2 separate regions of the Bombyx mori genome follow, and region 1 is linked to region 2. The links are chromatin contacts, called in public Hi-C maps. All regions are on one chromosome and are shown on one strand. The core of a region is the stretch at or near the end of the contact, and the rest is flanking DNA. Distances in the headings are between cores, read along the strand shown.

Evidence for each region. Hi-C and Micro-C count contacts between places; a contact is called where the count stands out from the background.
Region 1: a contact with region 2 is called in a Hi-C map of middle silk gland, with 1.7 times the contacts expected there. The contact joins the promoter of LOC101745496 here to the enhancer-like site in region 2. A contact is called at or near these places in 2 of 7 Hi-C or Micro-C datasets (middle silk gland and whole pupa).

The regions. Positions count from the first base shown.
Region 1 is chr11:15,020,312-15,025,556 of ASM3026992v2, forward strand. LOC101745496 (juvenile hormone esterase) reads right to left here and starts at 3,318. Exons shown (of 3, transcript XM_004932890.4): 1 at 1,959-3,318; 2 at 1-656. The coding sequence starts at 2,093.
Region 2 is chr11:14,988,831-14,993,847 of ASM3026992v2, forward strand. No RefSeq gene overlaps it. Among protein-coding and RNA genes, the nearest start is that of TRNAT-UGU, 9.3 kb to the left of the region's middle. Within about 2 kb of position 1,576, at least 1 of the 8 cell types and tissues checked has open chromatin away from gene starts, as enhancers often do.

The DNA.
Region 1 (5,245 bases), core at 2,068-4,567, 33 kb after region 2:
AACTCATTTGTTGGCAAATCCTTGAAATATTTCAGCAGCTCTTCGCTGTCAGTGATTACTTTACCCTTTACCGTAGGAATTCTAGCTGCTAGTGTTTTGATTTTGTCTTTATCATTTTGAGCCCAATGTACGAGGGATGAGCCAGATTGTGCTATTGCTTTATGAAACAGTCCTCTCGACAGCGGAGACAACAAAAGGTACTCAACTGAGGAACCACCCGCACTAATTCCAAAAATTGTAACATTATTTGGGTCTCCGCCAAATTTCGAAATATTCCGTTGAACCCATTTCAGTGCCATAACTTGGTCTCGGAGGCCCATGTTTCCAGGGGCATCTTTACAACCGAGAGCCAAGAAGCCAAGTATTCCGATTCGAAAGTTAAAAGATACTATCACCACATCTTTTTCGATTAAGAAATCTGGACCGTGTTTGGCAGTGTCGGTGCCGTTCCCAAAAATGAAACCACCTCCATGAATGAAGAACATAACGGGTAAGAGTTCAGAGCTGGAGGTGGGAAGCTTGGGCGTGTAAACATTGAGGTACAAGCAATCCTCGTCTCCAACTACGTTTCCTGTTAATTTGTCGACCTGAGCGCAAATGTTGCAATCTTTGGTCGCATCTCTGACCCCTTTCCACGATTCTGGTGGTTGTGGTATCTGTTTAAAACAAAAATTATGAATACTTTTTTTTTATTTTGAGCATGTCAACGAATAAAAACTCTATTAGCTAATCTAAATTCGAAGGTAAAATGTGCGGAACTAACTTATGGTTTGTGTCTAAGCTTTTTCGGTTTTTGTTTGTAATAATTTATCTACCATCAGCATCATAACTATACTGAGACCTTAGAACTTATATCTCAAGGTGGGTGGCGCATTTACGTCGTAGATGTCTATGGGCTCCAGTAACCACTTAACACCAGGTGGGCTGTGAGCTCGTCCACCCACCTAAGCAATAAAAAAAAAAGTACCAACGTAGATACTCTGGGATTTAAGGCGTATTTGTTAATACATTACTTTACGGACATTAGAGTCGATTAGTATCTTGTAGTTTTTAGTAAGTTGTATCGTTTAGTTTTTAACTATTTTTTACACATATGATGTAAAATTTTAAAGTCTACATTTGGAGATTAGACGTATATTTAAGGAGCGGAAGCAGTTTAAATTAGTTCGGTTGATCACTAATCTATTAAATTTCGATATTAATTGTCTCAATGAATTGCATGGACAATTGTTCACACGTAGATAACTTATTCAATTCGGAGTAAGTAAATACATGATTGATGTAAACATCTAACACAGAAATTCTCGGAAGGTACCTAGCTACTTTAATTAGCTTAGCGTCGGAAACTGCATACTCGAAGGCAACCAATGTCAGATGAAATTAATTGTCATCTAATACAATACTATATTCCGCCCTCGTGCGGGCTACACTTTCTCATATGATATGGCCAAGGCTTTGATTATATACACTATTATATAATCAAAGGGCCAAGGTTAGCAACGCAAGTGTATTGAAGCAGTTTTTTTATTTAGCACAGTCATAGTTCAACCATTTTATCTAAAGTATTAACAAATTATATAGGCCAAGGTATGCCTATCCAAGGTATCCAAGGTACCTTCTTCGTTTATCGCTTCTATTAGTGAAAATCTCGGTCAAAATCGGTTACATGGTCTGGTCCTACGAATAAACAAGGTCTGGTCAAAGTGAGCGGAAAAACAGATATAAACAGACTGTGTCTTTGTTTTATACTACTTGTAGAATAATTTAGTTCATAAAGTTAAGCTTAGAATTAATCACACTGCAACATATCATTATTGTAATTTTAATAATCGTATACTAGTTTTTGATAAATATTTTATCGTAGATAACACATATGCGTTGAAATGAAAAAAACTATATATATTTTTAAGTCGCTTATTGAAATACGCACGTGGTATCCAAAATAAAATTTAACTTACAGCAAACCTTAATTCGCCGACCGGCGGTTTCGCATAAGGAATTCCTTTGAAACTATAATATTGGACGTCCTTAACAGTTGTTGCCACATTTCCTTTCAATTTACCTTCATTAACGTGTACAATTGGTTCAGACATTATAAATATTTACAATATCGTTTACTAACACAACCACAACACTTTGTCTAATGAACAGACTGATTTATTTATTATTATTAAGTATTTTGCTATGAAGAAACGAATCTTGTGTTAAGTCACATTCACATAACCTATATAAAATGGTCGATTTACTTTTCCCTTGGGTTCAAACTTGTTTATTAAATAATTTTTTGAAATAGTTCACTACAGTACTCCTAGATGGCGCTTAAATATAAACTTTGTGACTGAAGGCTATTTTCTAACATTATATTTATTATAATTTTATAATAGTTTGGAAAGCGACTTAACCTAATATGTATGGTTGTATGTATGTATGGCTCTAATAAAGAATATAAAAATATAAACAATAAAAATAAAATAATAGTTTGGAAATATAAAGTTACTTTGCTGTGTCCACGGTTTGAAATTAAACATTCTGTTTTTGTTTTTTACAAATTATATCTTGATGAAAATTATCTTTACTAACGTCTGCTTTATCTATGATAGGTAGGTAATAATTAGATTTCTTTGTTAACGCTGCCATCATATTTCAGCCATATCCAATAAATTTAAAATCACTGCAAATGACCGACCATAATTCAGTCAGTCCGACCGACCGACCAAAAAAATTAGTATTCTGCAGTTCTTCTCTATATTCTCTATAAGTGAGGGAAATTTCATACTCCTCCGTCCGCGCTATTTTCGTAAAAAGGGGTACAAAGTTTTTACTTCATTTATTAATAGATAAACATTTCCAATGACCTACGCTACGAAGCTACGAATCACTTCAATTATCACAAGAGACATTTACAAACAATAGTAATCAAGAAAAACTAAGTAGCCTCAGTAGATTCCTAGTAAACTAAACTCGTTGCTTTATTTGTTCTATGTACAATGACTTAACATTATTACATAAAGCGACCGCACAGCCTCCGTCCGGAGAACACCTGTGTTGAACGAGTCAGAGCTTTATCGTCTCGTCCTATGTTTATTGTTAACTCAGGGACGGCGACTCAGACTCAACCAAACGATGTAGGTAGACTCCGAGACTAACGACCTCTAAAATCGACAGTGCTGCCACAAACATCACAGTATTATATTTATTTAGTAATCTGTGGGTATTACGTTTTAAAAATTAAAAACTGTTCTAACCTTCCCGCTCAATTAAGTGTATTATCTATGTTCCCGCTTTAATTCCCGTCAAAACTTCCAATTTTGATACGAAATTGTAGCAATTTTTCCCCTACCTATTCGCTGATTGGAATGATTCGCTATTACGGCTTCTCGCGGACGGAACGAAATTTTAAATAATATGTCTTTTTACTAATGAATTTGCCGTTTTACAATACTAAACGCCAATTTCTTAGGTAAAGGCCTAATATAGATACGTGCCTATGATTTTGTACTGCATTGTTTGATGATCGAGCTCACGGTCTAAGATATCTGGTGTTGAGAGGTTACCAGTGTGCTTAGTGAGAGTTTTTTAACGTTCTCGATAGCGTAAAAGTTAAGTCAAATTTGTATGCGTTTGAAACAGCGACCCTAACAGCAAACGTAGGCATACGTTCCAACTCCATACTAAATTTGAGATAACTTTAACGCTATCGAGAACGTTAAAAAACTCGCACTAAGCACACAAAACCAACCCGTAGACGATTAAAATATGAAGCCGCCATCGAACTTCAGACTTAATTGTATAAATGGTTTCTCACTCTCCTAAGCAGAAAGTACGGTAACCTCGCGGCAGACATGGACATCAGAATACGCACCAACAGCAACAATGTAAAACCCAGTTTAAGGATTGCGGAAGATGGTGTTGTCAAATTTAATCGATACCTCCATAACAGAGACGAACACAAAATAATATGATATGTTAGTGAGTATGATGTCTATTTTTAATTGATAAAATCGGAACAATTAAACACAATTCTATTCAATTCTATTTGTCGATTGATTTTCAATTAGCGTGATCAATAAAATAGTAAATTTTAATTTATAAAAATTAAAAAGACGATACACCAAATGCCATTTTTTTCTCTCCATGTCAACCGATTTTTTTCGTTGGCATCTATTGAAGAGATTTAGTGTTATCGTTAAAAATTTATGGAAACACCTAGTCAGTTTTTTTTATACCGAAAAATAATAATAATTTCTTTACAATTGTCTTCTCTAGTTGACAAGCTGTTTTTTTTTAAGTCTTGAAAAAAAAAGGAGTAAAAGTATGAATGTGACGTCATAATATTTTATATTTCGTATAGCAAGACCTACATGCTACTTCTATAAGTTGAAACTTTAAAAAATGAATGGAACACGCTCTTGTTTCGGCAACACAATCACAACAGTTTAACGGGCTCGAATCCTGAAGACCGCGAGATAGCGGATGTACACCTGTGTTAATCGTGACGTCGTGAGAACCAACCTCGATCCTTAAAACAAACTTGAAATCAGATCAAACCGAAACAAAATGAACCTTATCGCATTGACAAAGGATTGTTAGTAAAAATGAATGGGCTTTCATTAAAATGGTAAGTCACATGTAAGGCTTTATAGTTCAACGCTGTTTGTTGTGTTATTTTGTATGCTTTGAACATCCGCGTATGGCTATTACCGCAATTTTTAGTGTAGTATGACTAGACTTTAAGGGACAGGATAAAATGATTGTACAGACACTTATGAAATATATTCATGTGAATGTGACACGTCTGCGACATTTTAAAGCAGCTGTTATATAAAAATTTGGAACGAAAAATAATGTTAGTACGTAGCATTACTTACTACATGTAGCGTGTGCTGTGAGCCCACATGAGTAAGTACCATCATCCTGTCTATATAGGCCGCGAAACTAAGACTAATATCGTGTCTCAACATTCATAGACTCCATTAACAAAAAATAATAGTTTAAAAAAACTAACAACGCTTTTATAGAAAACCCAACTAAAAAAGAGAAGGCGTGCTTTTCAGGATATTATCAAAATAACCCTTCTACTCATATCTGTTCAAAAAATATTTATAACTACTGATACCATACACCCCACGCTTTTTTACAATAAAATCATTTTTTCTTACACTATTTTTAATTAAAATTTATTTTCTATTTTTTAGTTGGATTTTCTATAAAAGCGTATTTTGTTAGTGTTTTCAGAGTATTATTT
Region 2 (5,017 bases), core at 326-2,825:
GTTGTAGTCAAGTATGTTTGCAATCTAAAATTAATTAGGGGTAATACTAGTATTTACTTCGGATTTTATGAGTCCTAGTCCAAATTAAACCTGCTATTACGTTTTAAACTAAAATTAATCCTTATTATAACTAGTTTTACGGTTTAATGTTGCGGTTAAATATTCGAGTTTTATTACTTTCGACTAGTTTAGAATAACAGTTTTCGCTAGAATAGTCATATAGTTTGAATTGGGAAGGGAGTTAATCTATACGTAATTGCGATAAAATCATTTGCCATTTATTCATTATTTTAATTACCTACGCACTCACTTTAATAATAATTAGAATATAAATCAATGTTGGTCATGCGGGGGAAATTTCATATTCTTGATAAAAAAAAACTTATTTATTTATTTATGTACACACAGAAAAGAAGACATAGTACAGAGTAATAGGAAAATTATGTGCAAAGGCACTGCTTATTTCTTTAAGAAATCTCTTCCAGCAGATCTGCGAGAGGATTATGAGAATAATAATTAAAAGTGATGAGTGTGTGTAAAACAAATAACATATAACTAAAATAACAAATACAAGATGAGAATTATAGTAATAATGCACATACACATAGCAACTTCTTGAATAGCAAAAATTTCCTTCTTCTCAAAAAAAAATTACTGACGATAAAATTAAAAGACGAAAGATACAATTCTGATTTGATTACGAATTACAAAATCTACATTTACATATAAATGGTGTTCTAATGACACGTCAGCATCGCTAAAGAGATCGTCGCTTTAATGAGGTGTCGCAACATCGATATATGGAACACTTTTAAACGAAGCTGAACACACGCAAGCTCCGCCCTTCGCATCGGTTTGATCTGATTGACGTCGTATATATGCAACCAATTTATAATTTTTTCTTAGGGATTTTCATTTATTTAGAAAAGAACCAGCCACGATTTGAACCTTTTTAGTTGAACTGCATTCCGAATCGGTGGTGACATAAAGTCAACACGACTTAGAGTTAGAAGATAAAGAAGACATATCGTGTTGTGTTTTTTTTAGTAAGCTTTAAACGCGAATGAACAAATAGAATCAACTACATACCTATATAAAAATCGAGTGTGGCAAATACACTTAGAGCAATTGTTTTTGTCTTTGCAACTGTGTTATTATATGGACAACGTTTACATTTATACATATTCTTATTTATACATATTGCAGTAAATAGTTTAAATTATCTTGCTCTGTTTTAAAAAATCTAAGCTAGACATTAAAGTCATCAACCTTCCTAATAGGACAGGTTGCAGTATTCAAATTTAAAAAACGAACATTCAATCGATAATGCGTAGATTTTAAAAGCTTTTTATTTTTAATTGGAAAAAAGTATATCAAATGCGTAAAGACTTTTCGATAAAAATACAATCACGTCAAAAGAGCATTAAAAAAACCCATCAACTGACGGTAGGTATATAAAATGTAAAACTCAAATAATTTAAGTGCTCATAAAAGCTAATCCGATCAATATAACTAAACTATTTACAAATAAGCGTAACTTAGTAGCTAAATACCAAATTATTGTACATTTATTTATCTCGACGCGGTATCTCGGACAACCATTAAGCTCTATTAAGCACAATAAGCGCTTTAGTGGGACCGGCCCAGTCAGTTAATGTTTTGAATAATGATGTGACTTGGTTTCCACATAGGCCTTAATTAAAGCCTTCGAAGTCTGCAGACACGAGTATTTCTGAACCTTTGCATATGCAGTTAGCTGACGTAAAGGATAAGAATTCAAATGAAGCTGTCACTCCATATCAATCGATAACTTCATTGGGACAGTCAGTGTTCAATAGAACATAGTGGAGGCGGATTAATATTTATTACCATCAGCCATACTGGTGGTATTATTATAGAGAATGTTTAAGTAATGTTCTTATTACTGTTAAATATTTGGTTGGTTGTATTTTATGTGCAAATGTAATATGACGTCTGATAATTCACAGCGTTTTCTATGGTGGTAATGTTTTGTGATATTGATATTTTGTACCATCGTGCTGTCTACTCTCTTTCAGTCGCAAAGCAATCGTGATTTGAATCTTATGAAGACAGAATGAATATTCCATAATTAGTGAAAATTATCTTAGATAAGTAAACAACCTCAGAGTCTGGTGTGGAGCGGCTATCGAGACCCATAGACGTTACAACCTGAAACCTCAAAGTTTTTTTTATTTTATTGCTTAGATGGGTGGACGAGCTTACAGCCCACCTGGTGTTAAGTGGTCACTGGAGCCCATAGACATCTACAACGTAAATGCGCCACCCACCTTGAGATATAAGTTCTAAGGTCTCAGTATTGTTACAACGGCTACCCTACTCTTCAAACCTAAACGCATTGCTGCTTCACGGTAGAAATAGGCGGGGTGGTGGTACCTACCCGTGCAGACTCACAAGAGGTCCTACCACCAGTAAAGTTCGCAGTTTTCTCTTCGCAGTTTCTATATCGCACACACCCTCCCTCTAATAACTGGAAGCCTAATCGTCATATCTGAAACTTAGTTGATGATCTTCTCTACAATGGATAACTTTGATGAATCCTCTGATGTCTTGTAGCTTGTATCTTGTACCATATTTGGTCTTTTAGCTCCCGATATGCACCGTAGCTTTTTCACCGTTTTCGTGTTTTAATAATTCTTCTGAAAAGCGTTTTCAATATCACAGCTCCAACTCTAGTCTCCGTCCTTGAACTGTTTTATGTTTTTCGTAAAAGCTCTCCTATTGTTGTTATCAATTTTAATCAGAGTACATTGATAGATAATATCTACGTCTGTGTCAGCGCCCCTAATTCACTTTTATGTATAATTTACTAATACTACATTGTATACTGGAAGTAAAGTAAAACCGGATCGACCACCAGGCCTACACCGAATAACATACTTGTACGAATATTTGTATACTTTTAGCTTTCGGTACAAGCTTTCGCTTATTTGGTGAGTCCGCTAATGCGAACGCAGCTGACATCCCCGTGTCACTGAGTTCGTTGACCCCACGTTTCAGTTTTTGTGAAAATTGTGTTACATTGCGCTATGAGGTAATATAAACAAATATAAACTTTCGAACCTGTATTTTATTGTTAAATCTGTATTCAAAACTTTGTGTCTTCTTCATTTTAGGGTACTGTTCCAATACTCTCTGTTTAAGCACATAATCAAAATACCTACTTTTTCATTAGACAATTTAACAATTTAATGTTTCCCGAGCGCTATGACATGTCCTTCTTCAAACGAGGCTTGTGGAGAGTATTAAACGGTAGGCAGCGGCTTGGCTCTGCCCCTGGCATTGCTGACGTTCATAAGCGACGGTAACCACTCACCATCAGGTGGGCCGTATTCTCGTCTGCCTGAAGGGGAAACAAGAATAAAAAATAAAAAAAATTGTGCTGTCGCGAAATGAACACATTACACCCAAAACCATATAATACTAAAGGAATGAAAGAACGCAAAAAGCTTTCTTTCTTGTCGACAAATAAAGACCTTCTTCAAACGAAGTGGCACTTTTGTGATAAAATTATTCAGTTTCTTATTTAATGGGATGTTGGAACGTGAATGCGCTCATAGCACATTATCTGCAGTGCATGCACGTTTACGACAGAAGTGACATCAATCAATTAAATAAAGAACACTTATTGTTTGTCATAACAAACAATATCCGTTCGCTGCTCGTATTTATTACGTGAGATAAATTTAAGGAGTTGTTTTTATTTGTAATACGGCTAATCCAAGTCTTTATTTATTTATTTTTATTGCCACCTAATGGTGAGTGGTTACCGTCGCCCATGGACCTCAACAATTCCAGGGGCAGAGCCAAGCCGCTGTTTACCGTGAATGAAAGTTGAAGTTAAAATACGCGATCAAATTGTTACAAAAATTCTACTGGAAAGAGACCTGGTTTCGTGTTTGAATTTAGCAAACCCACGTCTTTTTTTTTTTTTTTTTTTATTGCTTAGATGGGTGGACGAGCTCACAGCCCACCTGGTGTTAAGTGGTTACTGGAGCTCATAGACATCTATAACCTAAATGCACCATATATTACAACGGCTGCCCCACCCTTCAAACCGAAACGCATTACTGCTTCACGGCAGAAATAGGCAGGGCGGTGGTACCTACCCGTACGGACTTACAAGAGGTCCTACCACCAGTAAAGTCTGTTGGAACGAATTTGGAATTAAGTTCCTACCATGGTGTTTCCTGAGCTATGACATGTCCTTCTTTATTTGAAGTTAGGAGAGTCTTCGCAGGGGCTTACATATACCTATGATATTACTAACTCTTATAAGTGACCACTCACCGTATGTCAGACCGTATGGCTCTACCTACAAATGCAAAAAGAATATCACGTGATCTCAATGATAAAATATTCTTTGAAATGGAAACAACACCTGTTTAAACTTCGACTCAACTGGATAGGTACAAGACGCGCGAGTTGCTTACAGAACATGAACAAACAAATACAGAAAGACGCTATATTATACTTTAAAAGACAGTAAAACGCCATATTTACTACAGCTTCTTTTGGAACGAAGTTCCTTATGGGACGATGCGCAGGGGCACCCTAACCGGGAAAAACGTCCGTAACGTAAGATTTTTATTAGTAATGCACACAGTGTACGACTTAACTTTGTAATAACGTAAAAAAAAAAACATATTTTTTTATCATTCATTGACCACGATCTCAAAACGATCGGTTGCGCAATACACTAACTCTTATGCAAGCAACCGTGAATAAGGTGTACCACAATAAGTACGCACATTACCGAATGACCGTGGGTTGTTGCGAAACCTCCAGTTTTATTTTCTTTATACCTCGAATAGAACTTAAAATTAATATTTTTATAATAAGGAACGTTGTTCCTATCCGGTGTCCCACGACACCACACATCTTTTTTTGTCTTTAAAGCGAATCATAAAAATCAGAAGAAGTTTCATAAACCTTAGCAATTCCTGGTTTTTTTTTTGTCCTACCTACGCTGATAGCC